Regions from separate parts of the Oncorhynchus mykiss genome. Here region 1 is linked to region 2. A link is a contact called in public Hi-C data. All regions are on one chromosome and are shown on one strand. The core of a region is the stretch at or near the end of the contact, and the rest is flanking DNA. Distances in the headings are between cores, read along the strand shown. Region 1 overlaps LOC110528605 (glutamate receptor-interacting protein 2). Region 2 holds the start of lsm3 (snRNA-associated Sm-like protein LSm3).

Region 1 (4,642 bases), core at 188-2,687, 270 kb after region 2:
GAGTCTTTCCTGCTTGCTCTTTGAGGTCTAGGCTGGGTTACTGTAAAAGATGATGAGGAGTCTTTCCTGCTTGCTCTTTCAGGTCTAGGCTGGGTTACTGTAAAAGATGATGAGGAGTCATTCCTGCTTGCTCTTTCAGGTCTAGGCTGGGTTACTGTAAAAGATGATGAGGAGTCTTTCCTGCTTGCTCTTTCAGGTCTAGGCTGGGTTACTATAAAAGATGATGAGGAGTCTTTCCTGCTTGCTCTTTCAGGTCTAGGCTGGGTTACTGTAAAAGATGATGAGGAGTCTTTCCTGCTTGCTCTTTCAGGTCTAGGCTGGGTTACTGTAAAATATGATGAGGAGTTCTTCCTGCTTGCTCTTTGAGGTCTAGGCTGGGTTACTTTTTAAAGATGATGAGGAGTCTTTCCTGCTTGCTCTTTCAGGTCTAGGCTGGGTTACTATAAAAGATGATGAGGAGTCTTTCCTGCTTGCTCTTTCAGGTCTAGGCTGGGTTACTGTAAAAGATGATGAGGAGTCTTTCCTGCTTGCTCTTTCAGGTCTAGGCTGGGTTACTGTAAAAGATGATGAGGAGTCTTTCCTGCTTGCTCTTTGAGGTCTAGGCTGGGTTACTGTAAAAGCCCTTTGTGACAGCTGCTGTTATAAAAAACGGCTTTTATTAATGAACTCGATTGATTGATTTTGTGAACACTTACTGTCGACCTGTTTTTTGATCTTGAGTGTGACCGTCTCCCCGGCCATCTGTAGCAGGTGAATGGCCTCGCTGAGCGGCTTTCCCTTCAGACTGACACTGTTGATAGCCAGGATACGATCTCCCACATGGATGGCTCCGGTCCTACGGGGAAGACGACATGTTAAATGGTGTCAGGGTCTCAGAGTAGGAAAGCTGATCCAGGATCATAATAATGTCTTTTAGATCATGATGAATAAGATTCTATAGAAAGCAGGGAACCTGATTCTAGATCAGTATAAATTATTATGGGTCCTGGAATGTTGACAAATAGCTTAAGTGGGACCAGCCAGGTCGTTTTTCATGATAACGTGACCTGACCAGGAAAATCTCTAGTCAGGAAATACTTGGTGGGAAAACTCCAGGCCCTACTTTATGGAGATGGTAAATTAGAGATGATTTATTTGATGGCAGTACTGTAATATAATTGTGCCTATAAGATGGATCATGATGATTTGTCATGCCTCCTGTTTAACCCATCCAACATACCTAATGATTTAATGTAATCAATTGTTTTCATAGGTACAATCCCTTTACTAAAAGAGATCATGTTTAAAAAACATTAGTTGTTTATATAACAGCTGTAAACATGCAGAATAGCTTTGCCCGTTAAGTTGACCCAAAAGTCCCACTCTGGTAGAAATGAAAACAGATTCCCTTATCTGGTTAGATATACACTAACATATGAGTCAAGATGTGAGCGTGTGCCAATGAGTCTGCAGGAACAGTGATCATGATCGAGGTCAAACAATGATAAGCCTTTGTCTGTCTGTCCAGTGTCTGTCTGTCTGTCTGTCTGTCTGTCTGTCTGTCTGTCTGTCTGTCTGTCTGTCTGTCTGTCTGTCTGTCTGTCTGTCTGTCTGTCTGTCTGTATGTCTGTCTGTCTGTCTGTCTGTCTGTCTGTCTGTCTGTCTGTCTGTCTGTCTGTCTGTCTGTCTGTCTGTCTGTCTGTCTGTCTGTGATCTCTGACGAGGCGATACGACAGAGCCTCCACTCTGTTGACAGACCTGGGTTAAAGAAGTATTTGTTTTCTATCAAATATTTAGAGTGTTGGATTCAGGACGGTTTGGGGACTATTCTATTGGTTACATTGCACCAGAAAAGCTCAATCAAGTGCGGCTGAAGTAAGAAATATTTCAAAATACTATTTGAAACCAGGTCTACACCAAAAAACAGGACAAATAATATAAATATACTTAAATGCATGTTGATCAAAATGTACATAAGCTAGCGGCACGGGACTGGTGTTGACCTGGGTTCAAATAGTATTTGAAATAATTTCAAATACTTTTATATGGGCTTGTTTGAGCTTGTCTGATGCAATGGAACCAATAGAATTGTGGCAAAACTGTAAACCCCGCCCATCTGGCACTCCAGGCAGGCTAAAGCAAACACTAATACATTTTGAATACTATTTGAACCCAAGTCTGTGACTGGTGGTCTGTATGAGAACAGAATGCTATGAGTAGTGTAGAAGGGAATCAGATGGTCTCTCATGGACTGAAAGGCTTTCTTCAGTTCACATGTTAGAGGAGTACATAGGCCATGTGTCTTAGGCACGCATGCACACACACAGAAACAGACACAGACACACACAGACAGACAGACACACACACACACACACACACACAGACACACAGACACACAGACACACACACACACACACACACACACACACACACACACACACACACACACACACACACACACACACACACACACACACACACAGTGGTTGGTGGGCGTTAAAAGTTAAATCCTTGTCAATCTATTAAAAGACGAGAGGTTGTGATCTCTGGCTGCGTGGGAGATAGGGGGGACAGAGGGGGTGAGCTTGAATTGAATTGAATTGAGAGAAGTTAGAGAGAGAGAGGTTATGAAAAAGAGAGATTACGAGAGAGATTGAGAGAGAGAGATTGAGAGAGAGAGAGAGAGAGAGAGAGAGAGAGAGAGAGAGAGAGAGAGAGAGAGAGGGAGAGAGAGAGAGGGAGGTTAAGAGAAAGAGATTGAGAGATTAAAAGAGAGAGAGGTTAAGAGAGAGAGAGAGAGAGAGAGAGAGAGATTAAGAGAGAGAGAGGTTAAGAGAGAGAGAGAGAGAGAGAGAGAGAGATTAAGAGAGAGAGAGGTTAAGAGAAAGAGAGAGGTTAAGAAAAAGAGAGATTAAGAGAGAGATTAAAAGAGAGAGAGAGAGAGAGAGAGAGAGAGAGAGGGAGGTTAAGAGAAAGAGATTGAAAGATTAAAAGAGAGAGAGGTTAAGAGAGAGAGAGAGAGAGATTAAGAGAGAGAGAGAGAAAGAGAGAGAGAGAGGTTAAGAGAAAGAGAGAGAGAGAGGTTAAGAGAAAGAGAGAGAGGTTAAGAGAGTGAGAGAGAGAGAGGTTAAGAGAGTGAGAGAGAGAGAGGTTAAGAGAAAGAAAGATTGAGAGGTTAAGAGAGAGAGAGTGAGAGAGGTGGGGGAGGTTAAGAGAGAGAGTTTAAGAGAGAGAGAGGGGGGGGGGGGGCAGAAGGAGGGAGGAGGGGGATGTAGTGTGTTCTGACTCCATAAGGTAGAGTTGGGTGAAGAGGGCCAGGGCCTGTATGGCCAGCCCCACAAAGGGCCCTTGACCGTGGGGCTGGAGTTGACCTGTATGCCTCTTGCCGACCCTGGGTCTCTTTCACAAATAATATTTCCTTCCCTCTCCTTTCTGAAAATGTATTTGAGAAGAAGGTCTTGAGAACACCAGGGTCAGAGGACGGGTTGACTCTAGCCCCACAGTCAGGAGCCTTTGTCGGGCAGGCCCCAGCCAGGGAAGCAAGATCCCAGGGTCCACTGTCTCACCTCTCAGCCAGGCCCGCTTGGTGAGGCTGGAGATGAAACGCTGGCCCCCGTCCCTTTGTCCTTCTGTCCCCTCTGTCCCCTCTGTCCCCACTGCCCCCCTGTCCTGGCCCTGGCCGTCTCACCTCTCAGCCAGGCCCGCTTGGTGAGGCTGGAGATGAAACGCTGGCCCCCGTCCCTTTGTCCTTCTGTCCCCTCTGTCCCCTCTGTCCCCACTGCCCCCCTGTCCTGGCCCTGGCCGTCTCACCTCTCAGCCAGGCCCGCTTGGTGAGGCTGGAGATGAAACGCTGGCCCCCGTCCCTTTGTCCTTCTGTCCCCTCTGTCCCCTCTGTCCCCACTGCCCCCCTGTCCTGGCCCTGGCTGTCTCACCTCTCAGCCAGGCCCCTCTTGGTGAGGCCAGAGATAACGATCGGGTCAAATGGCTCCTCTGTTCCTGAGATGGTTATGCCCAGGGGGCCTCCATATCTCTTCAGCTCTACCGTATAGATGATAGAACCAGACGTCTCCTGTTCATCTAGGGGGGAGGTAAGAGAGAGGGAGAGGGAAGAGAGGGAGGGAGGAGAGACCATTAGAGAGAGGGGGGCGGGGGTGACTTCAGGGTATACAGGAAATCAGAGAGAAAGAAAGAGAGTGAGAGACAGAGAAAGTGAGAGGAAGGAAGGAAAGAGAGATACAAAAAAAGTGAGAGAGAGGGAGGGAGAGAGAGATACTGCATATATATAGAGGGAGGGAGAGAGAGAGAGAGAGAGAGAGAGAGAGAGAGAGAGAGAGAGAGAGGGAGAGAGAGAGGGAGAGATTCAGGCTACACTTTAAGGCAAAGATAATCACACAGCTCCCTAGACATACTAAAAATCCAGAATTCACAGGCAGGCAGAAAGCAATACAATTTCAATAATGTCTGACGGATGGGCTGTTCATCCTCCACACAGTATAAGAAATGCACAGAGGAAATGAAAATGGCCCTTTTATAATGTACCCGTGATGGCTTTATTCTTAGAATTAGGACATGTGTGAAACGCGTCTGCAGATCCCACCAATAGAGAGAAAGGAGGGAGAGAAAAGGCTCGGAGGAAAACAGAGGAGAGGAAGACAACTGAGTC
Region 2 (5,216 bases), core at 2,442-4,941:
ACAACTTCAATGTAAACAAACACTGTACAGCCTGAAAACATGGTTAAAACAATCATTTTGATATCATCGGTGGTCAGTCCTTGCATCCATAGCTCTGTCTATGCATTTGAAAGAGGTCAGTTAAATCCAGGCACATTCCTCAGCTTTTTAACAAAACAGAGGTGGGCTGATTGCCTTGTTATTGTTTCAATTGCAGAGTCTAGCTATAAAGGATGAAAATCCATTGGCAAGATCAATTATCAGTTCATTTTGGTCAAGAGGACGTTCTCATTTAAAGCAGGCAATGTAAAACGCAATGCAACACGATTTAAAAGGTCTAGGTAGTCCCTCCTGGTTTCAGTCAGTTTTGTTTACTATTTGGTGCCCAATGAACACAATCTTGTACTCCTATGAGAGAACTTGATCTGTGCAAGTGTACAAGTCCAATATGAACAGTGGTGGAAAAAGTACCCAATTGTCATACGTGAGTAAAAGTGTAAAGATACCTTAATAAAAAATGACTGAAGTAAAAGTAAAAGTCACCCAGTAAAATTCTACTTGAGTAAAAGTCTAAAAGTATTGGGTTTAAAATATACTTAAGTATCAAAAGTAAAAGTATAAATCATTTCAAATTCCTAATATTAAGCAAACCAGATGGCACCATTTATTTATTTATTTTTTATTTACGAAAGGTCAGGGGCACACTCCAACACTCAGACATAATTTACAAACAAAGCATGTGTGTTTAGTGAGAGGCCGCCAGATCAGAGGCAGTAGGGATGTTCTGTTGATAAGTGTGTGAATTGAACCGTTTTCTGTTCTGCTAAGCATTCAAAATGTAACGGTTATTTTTGGGTGTCAAGGAAAATGTACGGAGTAAAAAGTACAATATTTTCTTAAGGAATTAAGTAAAAGTAGTCAAAAAATATGAATAGTAAAGTACAGATACCCCCAAAATGACTTAAGTAGTACTTTAAAGTATTTTTACTTAAGCATTTTACACCTCTGAATATCAATATTCATAGGCAAACACAGGCCTATACACATACAGAATGCAGAAACACAGTGTTGTCTCTGACCTGGGGTGAATGTGAAAGGCAGGGCCACAGCCTTGGTCTCTGTCGGAGTCAGAAGGTTCTTGTTGCTGGTCAGTACTGTCATCTGCTGAAGGCCCTGGCACATGCCCCATATGGGGAAGTAATCAGTTGGTCTGGAAGACAAAACACGAGCATGAAACAACAGGAGTACTGCTCAACGGGTGCTGCTCAACAGGTGCTGCTCAACAGGTGCTGCTCAACAGGTAGAAGTAATATAGTGGAAGCTGAACAACTACAATGCTAATACCTAAATCAGACACTTCAGATCTGTAAACATAGAAACATTAGGGACAAGGGGAAGAGGTAGGGCGCAAAATGGAACCCGCTGTCAGTGTCATAAACTGTGGGTACCATATATTGGACATTTAACAATGTATTATTTATTTGAAAACATTTTATAGTTATTCAATACATTTATCGTCAATGAAGGATAAAAAAACAAATATAATTTTGGTGGGTATGGAATACCTTGATAGCCAGATCACAGAAAATCTTTGACAGACGACTGAACTGGGAAGTCTGCAGATCTACACCCCCACCTGGTAGCAGCAGCCTACAACAACCAATCAATGAATCAATGAATCAATCAACCAATCAAATAGCCTATAGTCCTTCACATTTGAATTATTCCCACGAAGGTATCTGATTACAGTTATATAAATAAGTGAACAATAATTTCACTCACCCGTTTATTGAGTTAAATATCTTCTCATACTCTTCATCGATTCTGTTTATTCTATCAGAGGAAGGAATGAAGGAAGTAAATTATTACAATCAGCTAACATACTTTGACACTCAACACACACTGAGAAAAAACTGGGAGGTGGATTACAAAGCCTTTCATTGTGCCTTATTTCCTAGCAAATCACTAGGCTTTGGCTTATCCGGGATAATGCACTGGCATTCAAGAGGCCCCGGTTCAAAGCACGTCAGTCACACATACCTTATGGGGACAACCCTGGCTCCAGCACTCTCCAGGTACTTTACATAGGAAGCAGCGATGTAGGAGGATCCCTGAGCATGAGGGTCTCCCACTATGTTCTCCTGGGCCAGGACACCTGAAATAACAAAACACTACATTACAATAGACTTTACATTACAATATACTTTAGATTACAATACACTTTACATTACAATACACTTTACATTACAATACACTTTACATTACAATACACTTTACATTACAATACACTTTACATTACAATACCATACACTTTACATTACAATACACTTTACATTACAGTACACTTTACATTACAATACACTTTACATTACAGTACACTTTACATTACAATACACTTTACATTACAATACACTTTACATTACAGTACACTTTACATTACATTGCATTACAATACCATACACTTTACATTACAATATACTTTACATTACAATACACTTTAAATCACAACACCCTACACTTTACAACACATTACAATACACATTGCCATGCACTTTACATTACATTCCACTTTACATTTACAACATCACACTTTACATTACACTTTACATTTACAACATCACACTTTACATTTACAATAGACTTTACATTACAATACACTTTACATGTACAACATCACATTTTACATTACAATACACTTTACATCTCAAGAGACTATTTAGTTGCTTAGCCCTACATTCCTTTGGTGCATTTACATACTGTATATAAACTGCTTTAAAACCTACTTTCACAAAACCTGCTTTGCTGCTAGAAACCTTTATTAATGATTGCCATTTAGCCTACCTGGCTACATAAAAGGAACTCCCTATGTAAATATTGAAAAGTCTATAACTATACAATAGCTACATGAGGATTCGTGTTGATCAATGAAAAACATGAAATCTAAAAATTAAAAATAAATATAAAAAAATCGATACAATTTACAGTCAAGATGTCATTCTGATGTGAGAGTTCTCCCTTTCAAATTCATATAAAATGGACAGTTTACATGCTGACATTGGTACAATATGGCCCCAGAACATTCTAGAATAAAACAGATCAAGATGTTACATACGGAGCATTTCTGAGACACATACTGCTATGGGTGTAAGATGGCACAGTGATCAACGCCTCTGTCTCGTCATTTAACATTCAAACACTACAAGACACCGGGAGAAGCACACCGCAAGAACCGCAACCGGAGAACTCATTCACCTCGGATAGCCTACCACACAAACATAAAATAAATAACATAAAAACATATATAATTCCCAGACACTCTTGTCCTCCTGCTTAAATGATCAGCATCACAGTGTGATGATGGTATCGGTGAGAAGGATGATGAGGTGTGTAAGTCTACTGCGGTTGCATGACTCATCCCTGGATTCTCTCCCGCGTGGCGAGGACATGCGGGAAAAATCGCATCTCGGTTTCACTCACGTGTGAAATCATGAAAACCCACCTAATGACACAAATCATATGGACATGCGCGACATATCTCAACCAGGCTATAACACTAAAGGCAAAACCTAAAGTAGGCTATTAATAACATGAAAGGATGGGAAAATCGCACGTTCAATAAACTTTCGACCTCTCAAATCGGATACACCCTGGAACGCACCCATCTGCGTGGTTTTGCGGGGCGCTTTTGCATTGATTGACTGCTATTTATTGTTTATCAGGGTCGAGCTGAGGTAGGTAAATTATTAATCGCCATGAATGAAATCAACATTTGAAGGATACTGAATGTACGCAGCGCTGGTACTGTGCATCTCATGTAAATCTACTTGCTTAACAGTTTACTTCTGTGAACAAATCGAACATACCCTTTCACCACAAGGAATTCTGGGAAACTGTTCAAAAATGGCGGATGAAGTTGAACAGGTTGGCGTTAGCTAAACGTTTTATGATCAATCTTTCTCTGTGCAAAACATTTATTTATTTAGACTCGAGTAGGGAAATAGACTTGTACACCGGTTTGTATCAGTAGATTACGCCAACAGCATCATTGCAAAAACATGGGTGTGGGTTTTAATTGGCAAGAGAGGCTAGCTAGCATGGTGATTAGCAGCCATCGCTATCAATCGTAGCAAACAAGCTAGCTTGTATATTAGTCAAGTCGCTAACCAGACACTAATGTTGAATACAATTATATTGAAACTTACTCTGCCGATTGGCCGTGGTGTTGGTCGAATTTTGAGATAACATATCCATCGGAAAGTAACGCTGTTGATAACCCAACTTCAAAACGCGGGTCTAAGATTATGGCAAATGTTTTGCTCATGAACAAAGGCACGTGCTATAACAATTCGGGTAAACGAGACTGGATACTGTAGATATTTTATAGAAAATGTCGAGTAGTTGAAGGATTAACACCATGGACAATAGGCAGAGTACGTGTAAATAGTAGGTTTTAAACATTCCGGCTTGTAGAGGACCTTAGAGAGACATTTCCATAATCAAACACTGTCATGTTCCAGGCGGTGAATTTAGAAATTCAACGTCTGGTCCCCAGGCAATGGTAATGGGTTTGAATAGATGTAGACCAGCGCACTAACGCCCTGGACCAGAGCTCTACGCGAAGTAGACACACAGAGAGGTCTTGTAACTTTAAATGTATTCATATCTATAGTCTATGCTTGAAATGTGATTCTAACACAAGTTAGGCTACTTATTGACAACCATTTTAGCATGAAAACGATATCTAGTGTGAACAACTTCCTAACCCATTTTGGTTTGTGTTGCAGCAAACGACCACCAACACAGTGGAGGAGCCCCTGGATCTGATCAGGCTCAGTTTGGATGAAAGGATATATGTTAAGATGAGAAACGACCGAGAACTCAGGGGCAGATTGAACGTAGGTAGTTAGTTAGTTGTATGACCGTGGTGATCATCTTGGTTGCTTTTGTAATGTTGCCGAATGTTTGAACAATGATGTAGTCTAAGCAATACGGCACAAGGGGATGTGGTATATGGCCAATATACCATGGCTAAGCCCTTAGCCATGGTATATTGGCAATATATCACAAAACCCTGAGGTGCCTTATTGCTATTACAAAATGCTTATCAATGTAATTAGATCATTAAAAATAAACGTTTTGTCATACCTTGACCTTACGGCTGTCAGCAAATCAGCATTCAGGGCCCGAATCACCTAGTTTATAATGTTGTGTATAGCTGTCACCCTGAATGCGAGCTT

The links. Hi-C and Micro-C count contacts between places; a contact is called where the count stands out from the background.
Region 1: a contact with region 2 is called in a Hi-C map of liver, with 5 times the contacts expected there. The contact joins the enhancer-like site here to the promoter of lsm3 in region 2. A contact is called at or near these places in 2 of 3 Hi-C or Micro-C datasets (blood and liver).

What each region holds. Positions count from the first base shown.
Region 1 is chr7:81,705,479-81,710,120 of USDA_OmykA_1.1, forward strand. It overlaps LOC110528605 (glutamate receptor-interacting protein 2), which reads right to left. Exons shown (of 24, transcript XM_036984212.1): 17 at 3,912-4,056; 18 at 696-835. Among protein-coding and RNA genes, the nearest start is that of LOC110528604, 87 kb to the right of the region's middle. Within about 2 kb of position 1,438, at least 1 of the 11 cell types and tissues checked has an H3K27ac peak or open chromatin away from gene starts, as enhancers often do. A contact at or near this core is called in liver, where this site is marked.
Region 2 is chr7:81,428,361-81,433,576 of USDA_OmykA_1.1, forward strand. It overlaps lsm3 (snRNA-associated Sm-like protein LSm3), which reads left to right and starts at 3,692. Exons shown (of 5, transcript XM_021610723.2): 1 at 3,692-3,710; 2 at 3,815-3,900; 3 at 4,764-4,874. The coding sequence starts at 3,880. It overlaps LOC118965322 (a long non-coding RNA gene), which reads right to left and starts at 2,240. Exons shown (of 6, transcript XR_005052680.1): 1 at 2,020-2,240; 2 at 1,762-1,812; 3 at 1,545-1,629; 4 at 1,059-1,189.